Linked DNA regions of Mus musculus: region 2 is linked to region 1. Evidence: chromatin contacts called from public ChIA-PET data. All regions are on one chromosome and are shown on one strand. The core of a region is the stretch at or near the end of the contact, and the rest is flanking DNA. Distances in the headings are between cores, read along the strand shown. Region 1 overlaps Asap2 (ArfGAP with SH3 domain, ankyrin repeat and PH domain 2). Region 2 holds the start of Ywhaq (tyrosine 3-monooxygenase/tryptophan 5-monooxygenase activation protein theta).

Region 1 (4,314 bases), core at 1,269-3,768:
CACACATACACACACACATACACACACACACATACACACACATATACACACATACACACACACACACACATATACACATACACACACACACACCATGGTGCACATAAGTCCTCTCCCTACACAAAACATAAGTAAATGTAATAAGGTTTTTTTTTTAAAGCTCAAAACAAAAATGATTAGGTTTTTAATACAGCCCTTTAACTTGAGTTTTTTTAAAGTTGTTTATTTTTCCCACTACAGAATTTGCATTTTTGCTCCTGTGTATTTCTCAGCTTTGTGGTGTACACAAAAGAACTGCCATAACCAGCAATTACAGAAATCGTTTACTCAGAACCTTCCAGAAACAAGGAAGGGGCTCATGACATCTTAAGGAAAATATGATAAATACCTTTTGTCCCCGGTCATTGTGCGTGGCATGATTATAGTTCAGGAAAGGGTGGGCCAGTCTTCCCTCTGAAGTGGTGTCCCCAGCAATCCAGCACAGCAGTGGAGTTTACACAAAGCACTAGCCTGAGGGGCCTAGGCTGTTGGCGTGTCCATCAACCCTAGCATGCCATCCCACGGTCTGATTAATTCTTCAGACCACATGACTGAGACCTCAGAGCCAGTGCGATGTGATTTAACACTCAAAGCAAATCGAGAAGTCTGGTCAAGCCGTCTCCACCACCTGTGTGGCTTGTACCCCTCAGCAGGCTTCAGTCTGCAGACCCACTACACTGAGCCACAGGCCAAGCTGAGCTAGGTGACAGGGGAGCCATCTTTATGCTGAGCTAGGGAGATTGCTCAGTGGGTTAGAGCACTTGCTGTAAGCATGTGCCTCTAACTCCAACTCTGTGAGGGAGGGAGAGACAGGATCACTGGGTTGGGGTGGGGGGAGAGGGAGGGAGAGAGAGAGAGAGAGAGAGAGAGATTGATTGATTGATTGTGTTGCTTCCTGTCTCCTCAGTCTGGTAGGTTCCATGTGTAGCAAACCTTACTCTCAGAATTCCATCTACAATGTAAAATGCTAAGCCTTGACTGTATTTTACATGTGACCACTACCGGGTCACCTCCTCTAGACTGTAACCTAAGCTTGAGTTAGAGGAGAAAACGTGATGGTGTCATTAGATGTCTGCTAGTGGCTGGAAAAGCAGGTTTTCAACCCTTCTTTAAAAAAAAAAAAAAAAAAAAAGATAGCCTGTTAAAAAGATGTTACCCTATGCGTGAGTTCCCTTGGGTACCACGACAGGACTTGGTAGCCATCTGAGCTTGGCCGAGCTTTGGGTACCACAGTGAGGTAGGTGCAGCACCTCCTCAGCTGTCACCACGGTGCAGAAGCACTTGCTCCAGAACCTTTCTCCTGCGTGTTTTCAGCTCATCAGGGAGGAGTGAGCACACATAGGAAGGGCACACAGGCCTGCTAGGTGTGAATCGTTGCATCCTGAGGATGTGGGTGAAGTGACTAGTGTGTGAGTCTGGTTATGCCCGAGGGCAGTGATGCAGACAGACTTCACCGTGATCACACTGTTGACTTTGTGGCAGCTTGAGATGTTCCGTGAATCTTGGCCACAACCACCGTTCGCTGTTGTGGCTATGCAGATGCAGAACACTAGTTATGTTGAAAACCTGTCTCACCCACTACTCCTGCTTGGTCTTCAAGGGGCAAAATTAATTCCAGTCCTACCCAGTTTTCAACTCAGCAGATGTTCAAAGTATCTAATACCTCTGGGAACATCTGGTGGGAATGCTTTCTGCAGAGCTGCCGGGGCTTAAGCTCATGTAGAGACCTGAAATGCACGGGCTAAAGCTCTGATGCTAGTGCTGTCCTGAGAAGGTGGGAAGGGTCGGGGGTGGGGACTGGCTCATTTAGCACCCTATTCCCTCTGCCTCCTGACTAGTGGAGCAAATGCCATCAAATGTCCTTGATTTTAACATAGTTGTTGGGAAATCAAAGATGAACCCAATGCCAGGCCAAGAGACAGCAGGCCTGTGAGAATGTAGCTGCTCCCCAGGAGTCATCCTTCTCCTCACTGATCATTCTGTATTGAATCTGCTGAGAGGATGACAGGCTGGCTGGCTGCCTTGAGCTCCTGCCTGCAAGGCCCGCCCCCACTGTTATCTCCCGCTCCCAAACAGGGGCTTCCCATTCTGATCTAGAGGGAACGTGTTCCTCTAGGGGGATCTGTCTGCAGTAAAGCCAGCCCTTTGGGACCTGTCCAGTCTTGTGCCCTCAGGCACACTCTTGAGCCATTGTCTTTGAGCCACACAGGCACCCTAGGAAGGACTGTGGTTAGAATTATGAGATAACTTGGCCAGTCTCCCAGACAGGATAGAGCTCAGAGGGCCTTGGTGGCATGCCTTTCTACAGCCCCAAACGCTTCTCTTGTGGCAGAAGCTCATGGAAACTGCCCTGGTCTAGGTGGCTTTCCAGAGAGCCTGCAGAGAGGGCGTTATTATTGGGACACTTTGTACAGAATGACCTCCCATTTCTCCAGTGCCCAGTGGGATTACTGGCAGAATTAGTCAGCAGATGACAAAGCCACACCCAACCTGGCTGTAAAGTAGCTCAGTGTGGGCCCAGGACACTGACATGCCCTCCAGTCACAGCTTCCTGAGAACTCTGAGGTCCACTTGGCAAGCTCCCAGCTAGAACTGTGGACCTGCCCCTCTGGCCGTCTTCCTAGGAGGCTGGGTGGGGCTGTGAGGTGCCTGGGAGAAGAAGGTGGCCATGCCTCTTTGCTCACTTCAGTCTGCTGCAATCCAGTATTTGTCTAACTTGAAGTAGTTCTCTTTGCCTGTTCCTCTCTTTGGTGACAGATAGATTGTAAACAAGTGATGTCTGACTCCCCCTGGTGTTAAGATTTTAAAGAAACAAAACCTCTGCTCTGAGCCTCACTTGTGTCTGCACTTGACCCCTCTTGATACTTGGCCCCAATTAGACGGCCCATCAAGAGTCTTTCTAAGACAAGGAGTGAAAACTACTACTGCAGAGCTGTCTACTCATTATATTTTCAAAAGCATTTATTTGTGTGTGTGTGTGTGTGTGTGTGTGTGTGTGTGTGTGTGTGTGTATTTGCACATGTTCATGTGTTCGTGTATGTGTGTACATGTGCGTGTGTTTATGCATGTGTACCCGTGTGCATGCATGCGTGTGTGAGTGTGTGTGTGTGTGTATATGTCAGTACAATTTAGCCAGTATGTATTACTAGAGAAATCCGCATTGAGGAAGGACGCAGGCTTGGTGCTGTGAAATGGTACTCAGAATGTATCCATTTCCCACTCCTGTCCTTGTCCTGGTGCTCTGATCCCTCCAGGCCCCATGTCGCATTTAGATTATAGTTAGTCATGGCTCCTAGGGGTCCAGTTTCTACAGTCATCCCTTGCCCATGTTGACCTTTGTACGTTTTGAAGACTGCTGTCCAGTTTTGTTATGAGATGTCTGCCAAGCTAGGTTTCTCCTGTGGTACCTCAGGACTTAGCTGAGGTTGTTCATTTTGGCAAGAATAGCACAGAAATTAAGCTGCCCCTCATCCACCCCTCCTGGGAACACGGCCCCTGAAAGCACTTGTAAGACACTGCAAGTACCTGATGCACAGCGCGACACTTCCTCTTATACCGTTATTCATCTAGCTGTGCTTGTGACATAGGACTCTCAGGGTGTGGCTTTAGAATTTCTGATATAGTATTAGTTCTTTTCTAAGGAAGCCAGAAAATGTCTAAGATGTGTTTTCCAGAAAAGGCTCTTGTTCGTCAGGGGGCATTAGCCAAGCCTTTAGTCTTATCACTCAGGAAGCAGAGGCAGGCAAATCTCTTGTGAGTTCAAAGCTAGCCTGGTCTGCATAAAGAGACAGTACCTCAAAAAGTGAGATAGGGAAGGCTCTTATCAAAGGACTTGAACAGTTCCTTTTTGGGGATGTCTCTTTAAAGAGATTATAGAAATTCTCTGGAAATGGCATCTTTTAGACTAGAAAGGGGCAGGTTGTTAGATTTGTATTATAAAGTCACAATGACTGAAGTCAGCACACACATGCAAGCAGGCAGGCAGGCACACACACATGCATGGCACGCACATGTCCCAAGGGCTGCTTGGCTTTATACATTAATCTGGCAGAGAGCACACATTATTTATTCTTGAGGTAAATACACCCAGCTGCTCAGTGATAAGTCTCCCTTGCTGTGCAGATGACAGGACGTACCACTTCCAAGCGGAAGACGAACAAGAATGTCAGATGTAAGTGCTGTGGGTGGGGCTGGAAGCAGGGGTGGGAGTGGGTGTGTTCGCCCAGCTGACGCCCAGCACTGCTGCTGTTTGCCCAGATGGATGTCTGTACTGCA
Region 2 (4,314 bases), core at 609-3,108, 190 kb after region 1:
AGAGCTGCCTCCCCTAAGCTAAACAGGGACTGGAACTTAAGATCACATAGATGTTAACAGAACAAAATGGCATCTTTACAAAACAGAGTTTTCTGCACTTCACTACCAACTGATTGCTTCTGACCCCTAACATCTGTATCTATCAGCCATGATTTTGCTCAGATAATCTCTTTTGTTTTAGTAAAACAGGTAGGTTTTACACAACAGGGAAAAATGTTCTAGGTTCCATTGATTCGATGTGATAAAGAAATGAAGGCTAGAAGGGAAAGCCCCTTTTTCCCTTCTCTTATGAAACCCTGCATAAAAGACACCTAAAAAGATCCAGGGCAAGCCTATCAGCTACCAGCTGCCTCATATAAAGGTGGCATGTGAAGAGCAAACCCAGCAGCTACTTCATCATCAGTCTATAACTACCTATCAATGTGAACAGGAGTCACAGTTTGCAGCATTAATATCTGACACTCTATGGCATGCTATTTAAATTTTAGAAACTTGCTTTATTGAATAAGAGATCTGGGCAATGAATGACTCAAGATTTAAAAGTGCCCCCTCTAATAAGGGTGAATCATAGCAGTTAACATCCCGGTTGGGACTGGATAGTGCAAAACCTGGAAAGCCTTCCTTGCCCATCCACACCAGAAATGCTTTCATTTCCATACACCGGACTAAAGTGAGGCAACAAATAGAAAACAAACAAACAAACACTATTAAATAGTGAAATTTGACCAGGGCATGGTATTCTTCAAATTATCTGTATCCTTTTCATCCAGTGAACTCATCCACCCACCCACCCCCACACCTCTTTAGCAAGGAAAGGCTCAACATATTCTTACATGAAAAATAAAACATGTCTAGATTTTTCACTCCTAAATCTTGGGGGGCTGGGGAAATTCTAGCATCTCTATGGTAAAAGTCCCCATGCCTTCTACGACATGAAAGAACTTACAGATCTCAGGACCACTCTCCTGGCACAAGGTTAAATAGGTCTTTTTCAGTCTTGTGCAAGCCTACGCGGCTACTCCCCCCAAGTTTTTGTACCCCAGAGCTTGGGAAAAAAAGAGTTACCCACCCCCGAGAAAGCTCTGAAACAGGTAAGAAGGAAGCCTGGGGCTCAAATCACAAACTCTCTATCCCACAGGTTTCTCCCCATCGGGAACACCACACAAAAGGGGTGTCGCTCCCGCCGCCCTACTCCCTCACTAATGCCGGCGCCAACTCACCAGGACCGTGGTGCAGATGGACCTCAGCTCCGACTCCACTTTCTCCCGATAGTCCTTGATCAGCTGCAACTTCTTGTCAGAGGTGTCGGTCTTCTGCTCAATGCTCGAGATGACCCTCCAGGCGGACCTGCGGCCCCCTACCACGTTTTTGTAGGCCACCGACAGCAGGTTGCGCTCCTCGTTGGACAGCTCGGCGCCCTGCTCCGTCACGGCTTTCATGCAGGTGGCCATGTCGTCGTAGCGCTCGGCCTGCTCGGCCAGCTTGGCCTTCTGGATCAGCTCGGTCTTCTCCATGGCGAGCGAGGGCGAGCGCCGAGCCGGATCCGGAGTCCTCCTGAGAGCCGCGAGGGGCGGGGCGGGGCGGCGCCGGCGAGGACAAAAAGGAGCGAGGAGAGAGCGCGTCAGACAATGCAGCCGGACGCCCGCTTTGTCTCAGCGCACGAGGCGGCGCGTCCTCCGGCCTCTCACGGGGCCGCCGCCTTCCGCCCGCGCCCTCCGGCCCGCCCGCCGCGCCTCCCCAAGGCCGGAGCGCGGGCCCCACCCGGCCCAAGATGGAAGCGGCCGTTGGTGCCGCACCTTCCCGTCCCAGCCCGAACCTCAGGCGCGCGGTAGCCTAGCAGATATGAGGACCGTGCTCCGCCAACCCGGCCTCGGTACCTCGCGGCGGCTGTTGCAGCCGCAGTCCCAGAGCTGTGTCCGCACTCACCTTCTAGTCTCCGCAGCCGCGACGCGAGTCCCACCACTTTGATCTGCTTTGGGCTTTAGCCGAGGACCCTCCCGTCTCAGCCTAGCACGGAGCCGACGAGCTCGCCACCGACCAATAGAACGCTGCACCTCCCCAAGGAGTCCCGCCTCTAGCTTCTCCTCTGTCCAATGAGGGGCGAGCGCGCGGAAGGGGGCCCAGGGGGCGGGGCGGGAAGCGAAGCGGAGGCTCCGAGGGTGGGTCGGCTCGGGTAGGTTCGGTTGGCCCGCAGGCTGCGGCTTCGGCCACGGGGTTTCCTCCAATTAGATCCAGGGTGAATGGACGTCACTGTTGCCATGGCGATGCTTTTCCAACTCCCCTCATCCTCCCCGCCAGCCCGGCACTCCTGGGTGCGGCACGGGACCGGAGGTGCTTTCGACCTCCGAGGCTGCGACCGCGTGTCCTGTAGCAGCAACCACTGCAGATGGGGCGTTGCAGCTCTCGAGCTGCTGCGGCTGCAGCTGGACTTGGCAGGGGTGAGATAATTAGCCCTTTTGATGCACAAGCGCCTTCCTTTCTTCTACCTTCCTGTTCTTGACAAAGGTTTGTATCCCCAAGACATTAAAATGCAACCCTTACAATTTTCCTGTTTCGGCTACAAATTAGAAATATCCTGATCCCCATTAAAAAAGGATTCGTTCCCAGAGAAAGTGGCTTAATTCAAGTTTTCACACAGGCACCCGAAAGCCAGCAATTCCCTTATGGAAAGGTAGATTCAGGAGATCTGGGCAGGACTGCGTGGCAGCGTCAGGTAAGCATTTCTTTAAAACGGGGAAATGACATTAAGCACGATTTGAACAAACACAGCTGTGACTACCCGATCCCCGGAAGCATATTTCTTAAACATTTCTTTACTACTTTTCCACATTAATGTCTAAGTACACCCTGCCCCGAACACACACACCTTTGTACTCTGTAAAGCATGTATGCATGCTTTTGTTTTTTGTGTGTGATGGGTTTTTTTTCTCCTGATATATTTGTGAAGATCTCATGTTTTTCTCTGCACAATAAACACCCTTCTGAAATGAGAGCATTTGCCCCAGATGCCATGTATTCAGGGTCACAGCTAACATTTTTCTCCTTTAAATAGGCTCCCTTATTTCCTAGCCCTCAATCCAATTCCTAGTGAGGTGGCTGTCCTACCGGACTCAAAGAATGAAACTGCCACCTGGGCTCTGAAGAGATGCCAGTTCCAGTAGTTCCTCAAGGGTTCAAAGAACTTCAGTGACTGCCACAGGCAAAGTGGATTCAAATGCTAAACGGAACCAAGCAGACCGAAGACTGCAGAAAGGAAGGTCTGACACTGAGCACAGATGGGGGGGGGGGGGGGAAGAGACGAAGCTTCCAGAAATTCAGATCTCCTCCCAGCTGCCCCTCCCTACCCAACTTGTAAAGGTTGCTTTGTGCTTTGACCAGGAGAGGCCTGGTTGGAAAGTGACTCTACTCTGTCTTAATACAGAAACGCCTTACTATGCTCCAGTGCAGCGGCGGACGGCCCGGTGTTATTTCTGGAATCCCCAAGGCCAGGCTGCAAGACACACGAGCGTTTATGTTCCTGTGGGTTGGGGTGGAGCTGGACACACAGAAATCCCAACGGATAAAATGCCTTCTGTATAAGCAGTGGATTTCAAGATTCCCTAAATTAGAGCAGCAAACCCAGCCCATAGAGAGGAGACGCCCATGGAGGTGATGAGAGAGGAGACATATGAAGGGAAATTGTCAAAAAGGTTGTTTCTGAGTGAGGCCTACCCAAAAGAGGCACGTGCCAAATATTTACCACAAACAAGCTCATATGATCATGTGAAATCAAAAACTGACACATTATGAAATTGTAATATCTGAGGGACTCCATAGAATCTGCTTGTGTCTGAAAAAAAAATTCTTGGTACTTCAAGTCCCAGAACACAGAAAAGCTGACATTTAGAGTGGCTTTATTTGTTATTATTTTATTTATTTATTTATTTATTTATTTTAAAAGATTTATTTATTTATTATATGTAAGTACACTGTAGCTGTCTTCAGACACTCCAGAAGAGGGAGTCAGATCTCGTTACGGATGGTTGTGAGCCACCATGTGGTTGCTGGGATTTGAACTCCTGACCTTCGGAAGAGCAGTCGGGTGCTCTTACCCGCTGAGCCATCTCACCAGCCCTATTTTATTTATTTATTGAGGGTCACACTGCATTTAAATCCTGCAAGGATTAACTCATTCAATATACTTGATGCCACTAAAAGGGAAATGTTGTAAACACCATCTCCAATTTAAAAAAAAAAAAAAAAAAAAAAAGGAAAATGAGACACAGCCTGATCATGGTCATGGACAGGTCACTCAGCTACCCAGCAGCAAAAACT

What was found. ChIA-PET counts read pairs in DNA pulled down with a chosen protein or histone mark.
Region 2: an RNA polymerase II ChIA-PET map of memory CD8 T cells shows a contact between it and region 1, with 74 read pairs. The contact joins the promoter of Ywhaq here to the enhancer-like site in region 1. A contact is called at or near these places in 5 of 39 promoter capture datasets (cranial neural crest, frontonasal cranial neural crest, liver and 2 more), 4 of 115 datasets of contacts at active chromatin or transcription factors (bone marrow-derived macrophages, effector CD8 T cells, memory CD8 T cells and 1 more) and 1 of 9 other capture datasets (liver).

What each region holds. Positions count from the first base shown.
Region 1 is chr12:21,225,078-21,229,391 of GRCm38.p6, forward strand. Asap2 (ArfGAP with SH3 domain, ankyrin repeat and PH domain 2) reads left to right here. Exons shown (of 29, transcript NM_001135192.1): 14 at 4,162-4,210; 15 at 4,297-4,314. Among named protein-coding and RNA genes, the nearest start is that of Gm40855, 24 kb to the right of the region's middle. Within about 2 kb of position 2,519, at least 155 of the 459 cell types and tissues checked have an H3K27ac peak or open chromatin away from gene starts, as enhancers often do. A contact at or near this core is called in effector CD8 T cells, liver, memory CD8 T cells and 1 more, where this site is marked.
Region 2 is chr12:21,415,578-21,419,891 of GRCm38.p6, forward strand. Ywhaq (tyrosine 3-monooxygenase/tryptophan 5-monooxygenase activation protein theta) reads right to left here and starts at 1,859. Exons shown (of 5, transcript NM_011739.3): 1 at 1,221-1,859. The coding sequence starts at 1,514. Gm4419 (predicted gene 4419) reads left to right here and starts at 2,305. Exons shown (of 4, transcript NR_166748.1): 1 at 2,305-2,505; 2 at 2,639-2,713; 3 at 3,053-3,257.